Linked DNA regions of Mus musculus: region 1 is linked to region 2. The links are chromatin contacts, called in public HiChIP or PLAC-seq maps. All regions are on one chromosome and are shown on one strand. Each heading gives the region's core, a stretch centred on a gene start, on an enhancer-like site or on the middle of the called end of the contact. The rest is flanking DNA. Distances are from core to core; before and after follow the strand shown. Region 1 overlaps Morrbid (myeloid RNA regulator of BCL2L11 induced cell death). Region 2 overlaps Acoxl (acyl-Coenzyme A oxidase-like).

Region 1 (3,150 bases), core at 324-2,823, 310 kb before region 2:
GCTGTTGACAGTCACTTAATCAGTTATGAGCCTTGGCATAAAGCAGGGGGCCGTTTTTATAGATGTCCTAGATTGTGACATTTATTTGTGATGACCGAAAGAGGTGCTGCGTCTAAGAATATTGTGAACACACTAAGTATGTGCTGTGGCTGATCCAGGGATCCTCAGTGTGCCACGGGAAGTCAGAGAAAGTGACTGTGCCACCCAAAGGTGGTGAGAAGGTGTCCGGTGGGACCTCTGTGAAAGCCAAACTGCACTCCCCAGCTCTTACCAGGCCAGTCTGTCCACACAGGCAGGAGGGGCCTGGCAGCTACAGGCCTCCTTGCACACATCAGGAAAAGGAAACCATTTGAGACTCTAAGGGCTCAGAGTATGGGCAGACTGAGAGCACCTGGTGGTTCTGCTTGCCCTGTGGACCTAATCATGTATGAAGATCGTAAACCATCTCTGAGGGCAAAGTTGCCTGACCTCTGCAAAGCATTGGTTCCAGCATCCTTAACAGAGACAAACCTCACTCCCGTGCATAAGCCCTCTCTTTCTGAGCTGGTCAAGAGTCTCTGTAGGTTTTTGTCTTTTCAAATGTGCCCACCTGACTGGAATTTCTTTGCACTCAGGCTAAGTCAGAGAGAGCCATCTTTCTCTCCTGCAGCTGTGAGTTACACCCAACACTTGAAAATGAAACCGAGTAGTAAGAGGGGCTGAGGAAGAGTGTTCCTGACGGGAACAGAGGTTTGTTATCCAGAAAATGACGTGAGAAGCACTAGGGGAAACCTAGGGCATCTCGTAGCCAGGCACACAAGGTCGTGTGAGCTGACAATCTAATTATTCTGGTCCTAAACTCTCGAAAGAAAAATCCCAAGCCAGCATTTGACACAGTCATGCAGGAAAGCCCGCTTCTGCACCTCCATGCCCTCAATCAAATCTTACAAACACTACTCTGGGCTGCAGATTTTGTTTTTTGTCTGAGTGGATATCACCTCGGATCACTTGCATTAACTGCAGGTGTGTGATGCGGACAAAATGATTGCCCTCCCTACTTTTAGAACGTGCCTTGAATGTGAAGCAAGGAATTGTTTTCCCAAAGCCCACGGGACTGGAGATTTGCAGTGCAGATCTGCAGAGCCTGTGGCTGTCTGTCCACTCTTGGGGGCCCCAGCTCCCCTTGGACTAGTGCCAATAAGCCTCTGAAATGGAGGGTATCCTCTTCCTTCTGCCCCACTCCTTCCCAGCCCAGGCACGTCGTTGACACTCCATTTATGTGAGAAGCTTGGCATTAGCCGCAGGGCTTCACTCTTGACACTTGGACTAATTCTCCACTTTATATTCGTGATTGCCCTTCTGAAAGGAGAATCTGCTGCCAATGGCACCTGGGCATTTGAAAGTAAATATGATGCAAATACTGCCTCCCCGGCACATTCCCTCCTCAACTTTGGGATGAAGAGTGAGGATGAGAAGGAGGAGGTGAGCTGGGGTGCCCGACTCATTTGCATAATGGTGTTTGAGGCTGGGTGAAACTGAAACCATAGCCTGTGTGGGTGGGGCCTTGTTTCTCCTCACAGCTGCCCCCACCCCCCACCCCAGCAGCCAGGCCCCCTCTAGGCTCCTACAGAGGCCTAGGGATGGTGAGGCCCAGGGACTCAGGGCACCAGTGCGAAACCAGATAAAACACCTGGTGCTCCTACTGGCCACAGGCCCGCTGCTGAGCTCTGTGAACAAGCATGGGGGGGGGGGGGTGTCCTTTTTTTCTGATTCAGATTGCAATCTATTGGTGGGGCCCAGCGTGTGGCAGGGTGAGCCTTTGCCAGGAGAGCCAAATCATTTTGATCTTCAGTGGAATGCTCTCCCAGCTGAGTTATTTTTGACACTGTGAGGCAAGGCTTCTCTCCTCCAGTCATTTTTCAGTCAACTGGAGTCTTCCCAATCCCCGTGGCTGAAGCCCACAGATTAAGAGGGGACATCCAGCTCTCCCGTGCGATAAATGGCTTTTCTACCTACTTGGTGTCTGATAAGGTATCTTCACTCAGAAGTAATGTGAAAGTCCGACAGTTTTACAGATCCTGTTACCGTTGCTGAATAACGTCTCCAGGTGGCAAAGTGAGTTCTTGTAATATAAATGAAGCCAGCGTGTTTTTGCTACTGGACTGATTTGCCCTGAGGACAGGGTTTTCCACTATGGAACCCATCCCCCTGATAGGTGTGGAAGAGTGGAAGCCTTTTATATCTATACTTCCTTCGCTCTGTCTTTAGCTTGCTGTGGGTTCATGTCCTTGTTGGTAGAAAGAGGGGATGACCTCTCTACTGGAGTTTTCACGTGTGTGTGGGAGGTCTCAGCTCCTTTTCGAATTCTCTCTGAACATTCTGAAATCCGTTGACTTGTCAGACATTGGGAACACCACGCTGGCTTAGAAGAGCATGGCCTCTTTGATGAAAGCTTTCAGTCCGGAGCCTCTGGTGATGACGTTGGTAACCTTAAACTTGTTCATGGCCACAGTGGAATTCATGTGGGTTTTCCTTAATGGCAAGATAACGGAATAACTACAGAGCGTGTGGCCGTGTGGATGCAGCTGGACTCTGGCTCAGAAGCAAGAGTTGCAGTTTCCTGGGTGCTCCGAAGCTGGCTGGGAAGGTCCCAAGGATGTGGTAGTTCGTAGGCGGCAAAGGCCCCAGGAACTTGCAGCTTAAATCCATTTGTACCTGGGACAAATGTCGTGGTCCTGGTTTCCAGTCTTCCAAGGAGAGATCAGCTTTGGGCTGTCTGCTTTGTATTTGAAGATGTTTTTATTCGAATAATGAGGGGGAAAAAAGGGTGCTAGTTTGCCCAGGCACAGGAGGTTTGGTTTTCTGTTTGTTTGTGGGGTTTTTTGTTTTTCAGTACTGAGGGTGGAGCCTAGGGCCTCGCTAACACTGAGAAGCATGCAACCACTGTGCTATATTCCTGCACACCTGCGGCTCCGCAAAACATTGGTGTGGTGCTGGCTTTGGAAACCTATGGATGATACCATAAGTCAGAAACAGGAATGTCGTATTTAACTAAGTTCTAAGTTGTGACTGGTTGGTATTATTTTACCTATAACAGTTTGAGGTGAGGGGAGAGTGGTTTTAAAACTAGAATTGAGCTGCCGTGTTTATTTCCCTAGCATTCCCCGGGTG
Region 2 (3,109 bases), core at 485-2,984:
CTCGTCTGAGTGTGTCCAACCATTTGACATTGTGACACAACATCATCATCTATAGGGTTTATACTTGAGAAGGGTGCAATCAGTTTATGTATTTCTTTGAAAAGCATGAAATTTAAGTGAGTTTACTGTTCTGCATTGGGTATATTCATAGCTACCCCAGGCCCCCTGGAGCATGTGGCTGCCAGTTGGGCCTAGCTGCTAGGGCCTTTTAAACAGATAAGCAAGCATGTCACATGTAGGTAGTGCTTGCTTTTCTTCTTTCTTGTCTAAAAGGATACAGCTTGTATTCTGTTGTTTCTTGTCTTATTGCACTGGATTCTGGAACCAATGTCAAAGGCACTTTCTTTATGGACTGCTTCCTTCTTGGAACTTTTAGTAAGCAGGCCTCTTCTCTTCTTCTCCTCCTCTTCCTTCTTTCTTCCTCCTCTTCCTCTTCCCCTTCCTTTTCTCCTCCTCTTCCTCCTTTCCTTTTCCTCTTTTCTCATTTTCCTCTTTCTTCTCCTCTTCACCCACTTCCTCCTTGTCCTCTTTCTCCTCTTATTCCTTCTCGTACCCTTTGTCCCCTTCCTCCTTCTCCTCTTCCCCCTCTTCTTCCTCATGCCACTGTGGCAGTATATGGTAGGTTTTCCCAGTTTTTGAGCTAACTTTCTATTTTGTTTTCGGCAACTCTGGGATATGAAGCTTTCTGAGGATGCAGAGAACTCCATATGTGCACTCCATGCCCAGGGTTACAGCTTGTCTGTCTTCCAGTGTCTATTTTTAAGTGACTTCTTACATTTAACAGAAATAATAGCCATGAATACCTCTGAGGTTTTTGTTGTTGTTTTTGTTTGTTTTGTTTCCATAATCTGGGTCTTTTACTTTGAAAGGCAAGCCAGCCTTGTGTAAATAATTGCTCCCAGTCTTAGCATTTAGTGTTTTCAGCTCTGTACAAAGCCCTTCCAGAATGTAATATATTAACCAGACACTGTGGATGGGCCGTTCTGAGCTGCCCTTTCCCACTTGGCTAAGGCCTCAGAATACTAGTTATCTTGATCCCACCCAGTCCTTGACAGTCCAGAAGGAGTAGAAAAGGAAGAAAGGTTTCCTCAAAGTTGGAAAGATTTCAGCAGAAGTCTTTGAGAAAGGACAGCAATTGCTTAGCTGGTGTCTTCATGTGGACTATTTTAGTCTAAACATAATACATTTTTGATGGGTGGTGGTGGTGTACACCTTTAATCCCAACACTCAGGAGACAGAAGTAGGCAGATCTCTGTGTGATCCAGGCCAGGCGAGTTCCAAGACAACCAGAACTATATACAAAGAAACCTTGTCATATGGGAGGTGGAGATTAAAATAAAATATAAATCCACTTCCCTCCCTCCCTCCCTCCCTCCCTCCCTCCCTTCCCTCCTTCTGTTCCTCTCTCTTTTTATTTCTCTTTGCTGCCTGCCTAGATTCTGGCAGAAGAAAGCACGAAACCTAACTAGTCCTTCACCCTTCCCACCACATACTATAACTGACATCCTGTTGGTTTTTTTTTTTTTTCTTTAATGGAAAGTTAAACATAAAACCAACCAAGTTTAAGCAACTAAAATTTAGTAAGGACAAAAGGAAGAGTTCATCAGGTGTAGAGAGCAGAAGTCGTGAACTCTCAAACGATTCCTGTTATTACTCAGGGTGCAGATGTGACTGGTGGTGAGCTGCCTCCTGTGAGTGCTGGAGTTTACCACCTTGTCAGCCACCCAGTGTGACTTTTCCCATAACAGTAGCACCAGTGTCCCTTTAGCTGTCTTCTGGGAAATCTGTGTTCTTCTAGACACAGGACAGCTGTGTGACTGTCTTCTAGGCTGGATCCTCAGTACTGAAAAATGGGCAGTGTCCACCGGGCTCTCTTCCCTCAACATACTGCCCTGTCTCTTAGAGCTAAATGCTGCTCTCAGCTTCCTGTGTGTGATTCCCACCAAACGCCTTTGCTCCAAGTGATTGCCGTTTTCTTGCCCTGTCTTCTAAGTTGCAGCTTAAAAGGAAATCTACTCTGTACATCTGTACATGGAGGAAATGGGGGACAGAGTATGCCAGGAGGCCTAATCGCCACAGGCCCTGTGCCTGGCATGCATGGGTAGGTCCCCAGAGAGCTGAGCCTGCCATGCTTGGAGGAGCAGCTTGCTACATTTTCAAACATGAGGATTTCTGCCACCTAGCTTCTTTTCTGCTTAGCTATTGATTTAGATGTTTAACAATCTAACAAGGGCTGGTTAGATGTACACAACTTTGCAACCGCTTCCATCTGGGTGTGTGTCCCCATGGTGACAAAGGGCATGGGCAGCCTGATGATAGTTATACAGAATGACATTGGCCCCTTTCTCCTAAGCAGAGAGCTTTGTGAGGAGATGGTTGGAGTGTAGAATCCCACAGCAGACAAGACCCTTCTACCTTTCTCCCTGCAGTGCTCAGGCCCCTTCCTCTCCTCCCTTGGCTTCTGGCTTAGAGGCTTCACTCTCAGAACAATTCTAGGACAACTACTCATGGCAGCTTTTGTTAGATTCTCTCCCAGAACACCTCAATACCCACTCAAGAAGATCAGTTTTTCCGGGCCAAGGAAGGAACACTAAATGCTGTCTAAAGACACCTCTGGGTCGGGTGGGGGAAATTTGCAGATTGGAACAGAATACTCAGGGCTCCCTCCGGGGAGGCAGTTGTCAGGGTTGCTGTTGTGCATCAGCTTTCAAGGCACACATCACACATGGGTGCACTTAAACTACGACTCTATACATGAAAAACTCAGAACATACCTTGTCCCGTCAACAACACTGATAAGTGCTGTGGAGCACACAGTCACCTAAGTTTAATTTCCTGTGGAGATACAGACACTTTGCTCCAATGCCACCTCCTCCTCTGAGTCCTCCCTAAACCCATGTTGACTATGGTCGTCTATCCTCCTCGGGGCTTGGTGTATTCCAGGGTGTTTGCATATTTGGGTGCAGTGATGTCACTGATTAGTTACCTTGGTCTATACAAAAGTAGCGGCTGCCTTACTGACATTTGCACACCCAGTGCCTAGCACAGAGTCCGACACATAACAGGCACCCACAGATGCTTTAGAAATGGAATTGTAGCAAATATGCAC

Evidence for each region. HiChIP or PLAC-seq counts read pairs in DNA pulled down with a chosen protein or histone mark.
Region 1: a contact with region 2 is called in an H3K4me3 HiChIP or PLAC-seq map of the 230-238 cell line, with 11 read pairs. The contact joins two enhancer-like sites. A contact is called at or near these places in 12 of 39 promoter capture datasets (the C10 cell line, the HPC-7 cell line, cranial neural crest and 9 more), 1 of 15 datasets of contacts at CTCF or cohesin (large pre-B cells), 15 of 484 Hi-C or Micro-C datasets (the Ba/F3 cell line, DN3 thymocytes, Th1 cells and 7 more), 12 of 115 datasets of contacts at active chromatin or transcription factors (the 230-238 cell line, CD8 T cells, Th17 cells and 7 more) and 1 of 9 other capture datasets (embryonic stem cells).

What each region holds. Positions count from the first base shown.
Region 1 is chr2:128,401,769-128,404,918 of GRCm38.p6, reverse strand. All of the region lies in intron 1 of Morrbid (myeloid RNA regulator of BCL2L11 induced cell death), which reads left to right. Among named protein-coding and RNA genes, the nearest start is that of Gm14010, 19 kb to the left of the region's middle. Within about 2 kb of position 1,573, at least 26 of the 459 cell types and tissues checked have an H3K27ac peak or open chromatin away from gene starts, as enhancers often do. A contact at or near this core is called in the 230-238 cell line, where this site is marked.
Region 2 is chr2:128,093,351-128,096,459 of GRCm38.p6, reverse strand. All of the region lies in intron 16 of Acoxl (acyl-Coenzyme A oxidase-like), which reads right to left. Among named protein-coding and RNA genes, the nearest start is that of Bcl2l11, 31 kb to the left of the region's middle. Within about 2 kb of position 1,734, at least 34 of the 459 cell types and tissues checked have an H3K27ac peak or open chromatin away from gene starts, as enhancers often do. A contact at or near this core is called in the 230-238 cell line, where this site is marked.